Regions from separate parts of the Sus scrofa genome. Here region 1 is linked to region 2. The links are chromatin contacts, called in public Hi-C maps. All regions are on one chromosome and are shown on one strand. The core of a region is the stretch at or near the end of the contact, and the rest is flanking DNA. Distances in the headings are between cores, read along the strand shown.

Evidence for each region. A called contact is a pair of places that touch in the nucleus more often than the background predicts.
Region 1: a contact with region 2 is called in a Hi-C map of heart right ventricle, with 4 times the contacts expected there. The contact joins the enhancer-like site here to the promoter of ALS2 in region 2. A contact is called at or near these places in 2 of 5 promoter capture datasets (fetal liver and liver) and 4 of 47 Hi-C or Micro-C datasets (embryonic fibroblasts, epiblast stem cells and heart right ventricle).

The regions. Positions count from the first base shown.
Region 1 is chr15:105,742,364-105,748,195 of Sscrofa11.1, forward strand. All of the region lies in intron 13 of KIAA2012, which reads left to right. Among named protein-coding and RNA genes, the nearest start is that of KIAA2012, 64 kb to the left of the region's middle. Within about 2 kb of position 1,533, at least 31 of the 83 cell types and tissues checked have an H3K27ac peak or open chromatin away from gene starts, as enhancers often do. A contact at or near this core is called in embryonic fibroblasts, epiblast stem cells and fetal liver, where this site is marked.
Region 2 is chr15:105,397,263-105,403,056 of Sscrofa11.1, forward strand. It overlaps ALS2 (alsin), which reads right to left and starts at 3,890. Exons shown (of 34, transcript XM_021076185.1): 1 at 3,786-3,890. CDK15 (cyclin-dependent kinase 15) reads left to right here and starts at 3,908. Exons shown (of 14, transcript XM_021076193.1): 1 at 3,908-4,200.

The DNA.
Region 1 (5,832 bases), core at 283-2,782, 340 kb after region 2:
ATACACTGTGCTATATTTCAATAATTCCACAACTCCAAAGGCCTTGAGAATACCTCCTATACCCTAAACACTCCAAATTCACACAGCCTCATGGTTGTATTTTAAGAGACCTCATATCACCTGCAATGAAAGAGTGGCTCCGTCATGTCAAATTAAGTCCTAGACTGAATTATTACCCTTGCAGTCAAAAACAGGACCACTAGACCGAGGGTCCTAAACTCTAGTCTCCTCATTTCCCCTGTGAGGCTGCACAAACCAGCTCGCTCTGAGAATTGCCTGTGCCTGGGAGTTCCCATCTGGGTGCAGTGAAAACGAATCCCACCTAGGAACCATGAGGTGGCAGGTTCGATCCCTGGCCTTGCTCAGTGGGTGAAGGATCCCACATTGTGGTGAGCTGTGGTGTAAGTCAAAGATGCGGCTGGGATCTGGCCTTACTGTGGCTGTGGTGTAGGCCAGCAGCTGTAGCTCCGATTAGACCCCTAGCCTGGGAACCTCCATATGCCATGGGTGTGACCCTAAAAAGCAAAAAAAAAAAAAAAAGAGAGAGAGAGAGAGAATTGCCTGTGCCTCCTTTGTGAGAGGAGGGGGCTGTTCCCACCAGAACCAGCTGATTTGTTCAAGCAAGTTTTATTTCCTTTAGAAGTAGCCCCCTGTGAGTCCCCCTGTGAGTCCCCCTGTGGCACAGTGGGTTAAGGATCCCGCGTTGTCACTGCAGTTGCTGGCGTTTTGCCGCTGCGCGGGTGGGAATCCCCAGCCGCGGAACTGCCACATGCCTCTGGCCCGGCCAAAGGAAAAAGGAAAAAAAAGAAGACGCCCCACTAAAGGAAAGTTATTTGAGGAAAAGTCTCGGACGCCCCACTAGCCCCCAAACGCGAAGAAAATGAGGGTGGGGCGCCTTAGGGGAGGGGAGTGTCTTCTGCGCCTCCCCCACCCCCGTACTTTTGGAGGCTAATGGCTCTTTATTAATCACTTCAATTTTAACTACTTCCTCAACCTACTCTATGTAAATGACTAATTTCATGTTTACTATAAATCATCTGGAAAAGATTTAGAGACAAATTTCTGCCCAGCAGATTTCGGTTACGTACCTTGATGAGCCACTGGCAAATTCAGTGAATCCCTCCCTCTGTCGCCTTTCCACTCTGCGGCAGGCTAGGGGGTCACACAAAATTGATCTCTATCAGCATCAGGGGTTTCTGCTCGCCTGGCCTTTAACTGCCCCCTAATTCACCCCCTCCCTCCCTTCCCTGGGGTCGGACCACATTAGGAGTTTAGTCACAAAATACTTTTACTTTTTTTTTTTTATCAGTGTGTTAGCTTCGAGTGAAAACACAAAACCAAAATAGCAACTACCCCCCACCAAGGGTGGACTATTTTGGCATCACCACGCTTTCACGAGAAGTCACATACCTCGATTTGGAAAGCAATTTCTGACGGGCGGGTGAGAGTGAAAGCCAGCGGGTGCTTTGCAGACGTGACCGGGTTCCCGGATTTACCCAGTTCTGGAGGCTGCCTCTGGTGCCCCCTACTGGTTGGAGTTTTTAAACCCTCGGCTGTGCGTTTCCCGAGCCGCGGTCCGCGCCGGGGCCGCGAGCAGGAGGGATCCCGTCTTCCGCCTCCGGCACGCGGGCGGGCAACCGGTGGGACTCGCCGCCGAGGCACCTCCTCCACCCCTGGTGGAGAATGCGGACCTGGGCGGTAAAACCAAAACCAGAAATGAGTAGCGACTGGCGACAACGTCCTAGGAGTCGCAGGAGGGGGTTGAGTTGGGGAAAGAGGGGGAAGAAACCTACTAGGAGAAACGAGGAGATGAAAAGAGAAATGAAAAAAGAAAAAGGAGACAAGCAGACGTGTTTCAACTCCAAGCTCCCATTTCCTCTTTCAAATGAACTGCCTCCCCACTGTGAACAGAATCAAGTATTTATGAAGGCATTTTTTGCATATTAATAGCTGCATGTGGAGCTTTGCCAGTTCTGAAGTCCTAAAGGTATGGTGCCCTTTTTTGAATGCAGGTCCTCCACGCTCCTCACAGAATTTGGTATTCTCCTTCACATAGATTTTCCTTTTTGCCTTGTGGCTCCTCCTAAGGTCTTTCATTTGATTAAGGGAAATTAGTTCCCGGGATACGGTCAGAGTCCAAGCCCTGCTCTTAGCTCGGTGGCTGACATCAATCACTAGAGAAGCTTTTCCTCTTCCCCAGGGCCTCTCTATGTAGAGGCCAAAGGTTGCGTGAGGTTACTAGCACCTAAAAAGAGCATTAAAATTGTAAATGAAAATTCCAGCAGGAGTGTTAATATATCTATCGTGAGTGAGGAGAAAGTAAAACTTTTAAAAAAGGAAGAAAAATAATTGCATTAACTGCAACAGCATGACTAGCTATGCTCGGTAAAGATTATGAGCGATTTTAAAAGGAAAACATTGAAAACCAGTTAGAAAAAGAAGCAGGAGACATAAACAATTCATGTCAAAAATAATAGAGAACAAACAAGATTCATCCTGAATAGCAAATTTTTTGTCTGAGTAGCAGTTTAAATTGAGGCAAACTGAAAAAATAAATAAATAAATAAATTGAGGCAAACTGGAGGTGCCATTTTTATTTGAGATTTGAGATTTGTGCCTTCTCTCACCTTTTTTTTAATGGTAACACTCAGTACTGCTGAGGTATTGGTAAAACTGATACACTTAACACACTTCCAATGGGTTGTAGTTTGGTTCAATTCGCTTGTAAATCAAAATGGCAGTATGACTTGTGAAACATGGAAAATTTTCATATCCATTGATTCAGTATTTCTGACTTCTGGGGATTTATCCTAAGGAAATAGCTGAGCAGAAAAAAAAAAAAAAATGGGTGAAGGTGGCCATTGCAGCACTATCTGTAATACAAAAAAATTGGAAACAGCCAGAGACGTTATTAAATTAATTGTGTGGGATTTAATTCAGGCATTAAAAAATAATGTTTGTTTTTCCTAGAAGCTTTGATTTAATACAAAAGGTTTAACACAGAGTTTTTCAACTTCAACACCATTGCCAGATAGTCTTTGTTGTGGGAGCTTTCTCATGCATTGTAGGATGCTAAGCAGCATCCCAACTCTCTACCCACTAGATGCCAGTAGCGCGAGCGCGCACGTGGCGCGCGCGCGCGCGCGCACACACACACACACACACACACACACACACACACGGCCACTAGTGACAGTCAAAAAGTGTCTCCAGTCCATGCCAAATGTCCCCTGGAAGGCAAAAATCACACACATCCCAGCCCCAACCCCACGTTGAGAACTACCGATTCCATTTTAAAAGTGGAAATCAAAGTGATGTCAACTGTGACCTCAACTGTGCAAAAAAATTGCTGTGTCTTTAAAGACCTGCAAATAATAGTGTTTGAAATGATGGCTATGTTGGGCTACATTTTTGGTTTTTATTTTATCTGCTTCATTTTTCATTGTTTTTCTTTTCTTTCCAAAATTCTCCCTGTAAAGAGGAATAATGGATCATGAGGAGAGCTGGCTTAAAATGACCAGGAGCAAACAGCAGGTATACAGCAAGTGAAACAAGGGTCAACACCACAGTGTCATTATTTTTTTTAACTGCTGTTTAAATTATTTAACCTTAATTAGGTTTGTATTAGATTATTGGATAGGGCCATCAGAATTCTCTTGTAAGAATTCAACAACCCCTTTTCAGCATTTTATGCCTCTGATCCTAGGCTTTAAGGAGGTGAGGGGCAAATCACCTATTTTTCTGAAAAGTCTGGATCTCAAAATATGAAGCCCTCTAATCCATCCAAATCTATCTATGCAAGCTTGGGAGGAGATGGACCCTGAGCCCACTCCTTAATGGAGTTGTCAGGGCAGAGAGGCTGTCAATACAAAGTATCAAAGTACAAGCTCAAACCTTAATTAGATTCCCAAGAATCATTGTGTCTCTTTGTTTAAAATAAGAAAGAAACCATCTCACTAGTTTTGACATTGTCCATTTTCTCTTCCTTTGTTAGGGAGAGCAAACATCCTTTCTCACTTGCTTTTATCTTGGGTTTTGTCTTGTTGCTTTGCAGGGATCAGAACTTTGGTAGCATCCTAAAAATCCTGCTAAACAAGAATGATGTCCTTTTTTCCCATTTGACAAAGCCACTTCTATTTCGACCTGTACTATCTCTTGAGTTCAGGTTTTGTGAGTTTACAACAGTATAAATTCATATTTGATCTTATGTGTCCCAAATTTATCTCTTTCAGATTTCAAAGAGTAGGCTGTAATTCTATCACGCTAAGGATTTAGGTTGAATAAACCTATGTTTACCCCATCTGTTTCCTTGGTGGTTTCACAGATGGTGTTCGTATCCCCTTTCAGTCTTCCTCTTTCAAGAGAAAAAAAGAACACCTGTAGACACACTAAGTTTTTGTGCTGGGATACAAAGGTAACCCTTTGTTTCAGTGTCCTTCTGAACCATACCCTGCCTTTTGTTGAACTTTTAGCTGTTATTTAACGGAACAAGTTATTCATCTTTTAGGACAGATTTTTTTTTTTTTCTTATTCTGCTTTACCCAACCTAGTCCCCCACATGTTGAGCACAGTTCCTGGCACATGGTGACTCCTCAAAAACAATTTCTAGACAAATCTGCCCTGGCTAGAAAACGCCTCTAAGTAGAATTTGGACACGGCACTTGTTCTATTTCCAGTGAAATGATGTGGAAGTTCAGCTGACATTTCTCTAACAACTCACATCAGCTCAGAACACTGCCTGCTGTTGGTTGCCATGATTTGATGTTTGTCTCTCTGGAAAAGCTTTGGGTCTTGTGCAGCATCGCCAGGCATTCTTCTTGGAGATGGTTTTTTGAGGCTGATAAGTCAGAGTGTGCCTAGCAGGGCTGCCTGGGAGAGTTAACTGCCTGCCTCTCCATCTAGAGAAATCCCCCCTACTCCTCACCTCCTGTTTGTCATTTCGAGAGGCCTGGCCTAGCATTCCCCCCACCCCCAGCTCTATGCTCCAAGCAGCCTCCTCCCCTCCCTTTCCCTCCCCCTTTCTCTCTCCCAGGTTTTTGTAAATAGCTTTGGTTGGGGAAGTTAATTCAAAGGGGTTTTTTGAAGATCTAAGCGAGCTTCATCTTCTGATTCAATCTTACTCACAGGATTGCTTTGTCAGCCCCAAAACTCCATTGACAATTTAAGGATAATTTACAGAGAGCAGCTTGTTTTTAATTACAAAACTGAGGCTTTTATTTGTTGAATTTTCACTGCAACTATTATTTATGCCAGTAAGTCTGCATTTCTTGATCTGCTGGCTACTAGTTCCAAGCAGACACATGATACGTGCCTGGTTTTTTTTTTTTTTTTTCTTTTTCTTATGAAAAATTTCAAATGCAGAGAGAATAGCATCATGACCCTCCATGTATCATAAGCTTTAACACTTATCCCTCCATTATCTTGAGGGGGTCTTTGTAAATGGTAACAACAGCCAGTGCTTTTGAGGTTTACAATGTACAGGGTTTAGGATTCTCTCCCTGAATCCTTACAACAGCCCTGTGAGATACGGTTATTCTCCCCACTTTACAGATGAAGAAACAAATGTCACAACAGACTGGACCCCATTTAACACACAATCTGCACTTTGCCAAAAGGCCTGCTGGTTTGGGAACCCCACAAAGCTGCTGCTGTTAGGTCCCAGCTTCGGCCATACTGACTGTGGGGTTCTTTCAGCCGGGCTGTGTCCCCATCTCTGAGGCTCCACTTCCTCACCTGTAAAGGACAATGATATTTCCCTCCTGAGGTCATGACAAGGATCAGATGAAACTACATATGGAAAAGAATGAACACAATGCTTGTCACTAGGCGATC
Region 2 (5,794 bases), core at 2,640-5,139:
TCCTCTGCAACCTTTCAAGAAGGATCATTCCTTATATCCTAAGGAAAGCATTCTGCCAGGAGCACAAGTCAAAGAGCAAAGTAAAACTGACTAAATAATTGGTCTGTCTCCTCTCTTTGGAAAAGCTTTACACAGTGGAGCTGCACTGGCACATTCTTTTCCTAGTGCAGTGAGAGAATTATTTTTTCAGAGTCTGCTTTGAGGCTACAAAGTAAAATTAAGGAAGCATAGTGGGAGAAAGCCCCCATTATAAAAAAAATTAACCAAACAACTATAAAGTGCTAATTTCACAAACTATCTTAACCATACAGAAATCTGTAAAAAATATAATGATAAAGTACAAATCCATGTATTCATCATTTAGTTTTATCAGCTATAAACATATTTTCATACTTGCTTCAGCTCTCTTTAAACAGAAGAAAGAGTTACACTTAGATCTGAAGGAGCTCTACGCAAACCTTCCTTCTCTACTTACCCCACTTCTGAAGTTCATGTGTCTTTTTTTCCCCCCTTTTTATGGCCACACCTGTGGCATATGAAAGTTCCCAGGCAACTTGCTTTTTTTTTTTACTCAATAGTACATACTTGAGATCTATTCATGTTGATAAGCCAAGTTCTAGTTCATTCATTTTTACTAGGAGATAGCACTCCATTGCATGAATAAACCATAGTTTATCCATTTCCCTACTAATGTACAGCTGGATTGTTCTACTTTATTGCTATTTTCAGAGCTGCAATAATCAGCTTTGTTAGATGTTTGCTTGGGCAATTGCCGCATGTGTTTTTTTTTTGTTTGTTTGTTTTTAATGGCCACACCTGTGGCATATGGAAGTTTCCAGGCTAGAGGTCAAATCAGACCTGCAGCTGCCAGCCTAATCCACAGCCACAGCAATGCCAAATCTGAGCTGTGTCTGCGACCTACACCTCAGCTCCAGACAAGTGGGGCCAGGGATCAAACCCACATCCTCATGGATACTAGTCAGGTTCATTACTGCTGTGCCACAAGGGGAACTCCAACTGCCCCAAGTTTAATTAAGAAATCTGGCTCAACAAAAATTTAGGTTGTGGAAGAAAAGGATTCTGGAATGAAAGTTAACCCACTCAGATCCCACTGCCCCAGGTTTTTCTCATAGGAGTTGAGTTCTTCAAAACTGAACTCTACAATAAAAGAGTAACTTCTACCAGAGCTCCAAAAAGTATTCAGTACATCGATATGAGTATTTTTGCTCTATCGACATGAGCCAATTAATTCACCTACTTTACCAATTGTTCAGCTGTTCTACTGACTGTGTGATGCAGGCAAACAGCAAGACAAAATGTAAAGACAGCACTATCACATCTATAGAGAAACAGGAATGGGGGTAGGAAAACAAATGCAATACTAAAAAGAACCAAGTCATATTTTGTTGCTATTTTATTTGTAGTTACCACGCATTTTCTTAAGGACTGAGAGCCTACCAAATCTACTAGTTTCTTTTTACTGATGACTGAGTTATTGGGTCATCAATGAAGGGTTAAAAGAAAAAGACTGTTTTTAAAAAAATGCTACCAGAAATATCTACATCCCTAATATAGCTGGAATATGTGGTAGGTTTAATTCCACAAAGTTATTAAAATCCTCACAGCATTCCACACTCCATCAAAGCAAGCCTTCTTGCACATCAGCTCAAAAATCACCCCTCTTTACCTTCCTTCCTAGTTTTTCAACTCATATCTTACCTAGTCTCATACTAAAGAATTATAAAAGGTTTTTACAAGCCACTCATATTCTTTGGAAATATCTTTAGAATGGACCCAGCAATACTACATTAAACTCATGTTTTTCATGAAAAGGTAGAAATATACTAAGAGTACTCTGTCCATCTTATCACATGAAAACTAAAATCAGTTCTCAATAAAGTTCTTACTATACCTTTTGTTTCTTTAACGGTCAAAATGCCCAAAGTCAGTCAGTGACAACCTAAATTCTGAAAGGCTGAAGTCTGGAGAGAAGGGATTCCAGTTCGCATTGTGTAAATTAACATAAAAAATAAGAGGCTCACATAGTGCCACTCAAATCCCACCCCCCCCACCAAAATCATTTGTTTGGTACTTTACTTTCTGTATTATCTTATCAAACGTTAACACTGTGCAACAATTTTTAACATTTCTTGCTATAACTATAATTCTTAAATCTGCCAATACTAGTCACCGTTTGGAAACTAATATAGTTAAGCCAGCTAGAGTCCATCAGCATTTTCTACATTAAAAGGCTCGAGTGGAAACACCAAAGTTACCACAGACCAACCTGAAATCATATTTTCTTTAAATACACCCCATGTCATAAAATCATCTGGGAACTCTTTCTTGATTTTAAAAAGTGAATTGTAGTTCTTTTCTAAAAATATCCAGTTCTCTTTCACATCACTTATAAAACAATGATTCAATGGGTCATGATGTAGTGAAAAAGGAAATGACTTATAAAAACAGCTGATATGTACTGAATATTTACATACGGTGCAAGACACTGTAAAAAAACACAGTACATGAACCATAACACGTAAAGGTATTATTATATGGAAGGCACTTTTATCCTCAATTTAGAGATAAGGAAACTGAGGTAGATAAGCAAACTTGCCCAAATTCAAAGATGTAAATGTATTTGATTGCAGGTCCAAAGCCTAGGATCTTCGCCACCATGCCTCTATTATTAAGATTAAAATACTGCAATTTACTGCAAAAGCAAATTCACTTTTTAAAATTCTTTGAGTATTCATTAACTCAAAGGTCAAGTGGTCACTTCAAATTATTTATATTTGTGATAAACCGAAAAAATACTGGACCAACAGGTTTGCTGAATTTCTGTACCTGTTCAGAATAAACACACATCACACAATTTTATTCTTCAAAGCCTTTTAAAAAATATTTACAACCACCAACAAATCCAAAAGGCACTAGACTAATGCTCTGCATTTTGTTCAACAGTTACTTCCTTTTCCATTCTCAACCAGAATGAGAATATTCTACTTGAATAGGCCACTTCAGCCTGGGTGTTTTTCCTTTTCCCCCATCAACAAAGCTCTAAGCAGTACACCACCACTTCTGCCAACCTACAGTTGTCTGCTTCCAAAATAGCCCTATTACCCAGAGGACCTATGCCAGCCTCAGGACCAGTTCCTCACGATAGCCCCTATATTATTTTCCTACCTTCACTTCTCAAAAGAACTTACCACCCTCTGCTGGATCACCTGACACGTCAAAAGACTTTGCTGAACTACTAATTCTTAACATCAAACTCATTTTCTTTTTCCTCAACAGCCCTTTCAAAGCATGGAAACCCTGGATCCACTCTCCACCACGATCTGCACCCAAGGGCAAACCCATCTGAGACTCTCACCAAGGTTCGCGGCCAAGGACCTCGGTTTATCTGCTCGGTGCCTAGAGTGGGCATTCAATACATCTTCCTGAATGAATGGGTGGAAAGCAGCGTGGGTGGAGGCGGGAAGGGGGGCGTGAAGGTATTTCACCAGGCTGAGATCTCTGAAGTGGCGCCCGGTCCTGGGAGGGAGGAACCGGAGCGAGTGAGAGAACCTGGGGCCGTCGGGTGCTCACAGACAGGCAGACGCAGTGGGTCAGACGCCGGCTTGAGAGAACGCCGGCGTCGTCTCCGTGGGTCGCCGCAGCGCCCTCCCGGGCCTCGGCCTGCGCCTCCGCCTTCCTCCCAGACCCGGCCTCTCGCACACTGGAGGCCCCGGCCGGTCAGCCATCGGAAACCACGGGCCAACCCGGGACCCGCGCTCGCTCACCTGACGCTCCACCGGCAGCACCACTGTCTGCATCCGGCGCGAGCCTGGCAGCCCGGCGGGTGCGTGAGATCAGCTGATTCACGGGGGGCGGGGCCTCCGGGCAGGGGCGGGGCTGCGGAGTGGAGAACGGGAGGGGGATCACCCCCGAAGTTGGGTGGGGTTAGATGGCAACGGCGTCTTGTAGGGATCAAAATTACTCAAGAGGCGTTAGGCACTGTGGGCAACGTTCCCAGGAGTGCTGCCTTTTCTTTAGGACCAGGCAGAGTATATATGCCTGGGATGCACTTGAGCAATGACGTAACATGGCGTCGCCGGGACCTAATTATCCGATCGCTTCCATGGTAACAGATGGTGAAGAGAGAGGTTGGGAGCTGCAGATATTTTGCTGCCACCTCAAACTGCAGGAGTCCGAACGGTAAGTTCGCTACTCTTGACAGTGAAAAGGCTAAAATGTCTTCAGACTTCTTCTATGGACTGTACCCTAAAGTAGTCACTTCCTCCCCCGGGAATGACGTCATCGCCACGCGGCGCCGTTAGCGCTAGTATCCACACTGATTTTGCTACTTAGTTGCGACCCCAGATGATGGAGTGTGGTAGGAGGGTATGAGATAGCTTCTCCTATGATCCCCACTGGACTCTTCCATATATAATCCGAGTAAAGCCAGTTTGCCCAGCACAGTTTCACGACGTCTGCTTGTTGGAGCCATAGCCCTACCCCGACTCAACTCTCACCCCCGAAGTCCCCTCATGAAGATTTTCCGAAGCCGCCACTCTTGGCCCATAGTGGGTGTAAACTCTACTGCTAGGCAGTGTGCCATCTCTGGGCCTGCAAACCCGTGTTCAGACCATCAGTGACAGATGTGCAGTCAGGGTCTGAAGCTCCTGTGCATACTGCATACATGGTTTAGTAGGTTCACCAACATCCTCAACTCAGTTGCCTCCTTGGCCCTCCATCACCTGCAAAACAGTTGTCCTGCAACGATTCAGCTAACCTTGTTCACTCTTGCACCAGTGCTGGAAATAACGTGGTCAGGCAGTCTTGCTAAGCCCCAAACTGTCCTTAACAGATTGCTACTCAGAATTTCTTCTATCCCCATTCCCTGCTATTCCCAACCCACACACTCCTAACTTTTTACCCAACTCTACCCACCCACCCTCTTTGGTAAAATTTTTAGAAATAAAAATACATTGCCTCCTACATTTCTGAGGAAAATGAGGCCACTAGGAATGAATTTCCTTAACTCCCACCAGCCACTGTTACAAACCCTACCTGCAACCCCAGCCTTCCTTTCCTTCTCCCTCTTTCTCCTTGTAAGTGCTCTGTCTCTCAAGATGAATCCCATCCAATCCCCTTAGAGGCATGCTCCATTACTTATCCCTTTTTGTGTGTTTTCAATCTCACTGTCTCTTGTTACTCTTCCTCTAAAGATGTAAGCCAGTTCCAGCATATCCTGTCTTTAATTTTTTTTTCCTTTATCCTCCTTTCTTTTGCAACCTACTTTTCTACCTTTACTTTCTGACTTCCCAATCTTCCTCATCCCACTTTACAATCTTTACTTTGTCAGGTCTACTGAAACCAGTAAGTACCGTCTAATCTTGAAATCTAATGATGCAGTCTAAGAATGGAACTTCTGTGACTTCTATGAAGTCATTTAAAAGAAACAAGATGATCTATATGTATGATATGGAATAATCTGGATGTTAGTTTAAGAGAAAAAAGCTAAATGCTGAATAATGTGTATTGTATTCTACCAATTGCATGTTATGTATGCCTTTTCATAGGAGAGAGAAAGAGAGGTTCCTTGTCTCTGTATATGCCTATCTTATTTCTGAAAGGATGTATTAAAAAAAAGTGACTGACACTGGGCAGGAGAATTGGGAACAGAGGCAGGAAGAAAACCCATTTTTCACTGCATGCCCTATTATACCATTTGAATTTGTAACTTTTTCTTTCTTTCTTTTTTTTTTTTTTTTCCAGCATATGGAAATTCCCAGGCTAGGGGTCCAGT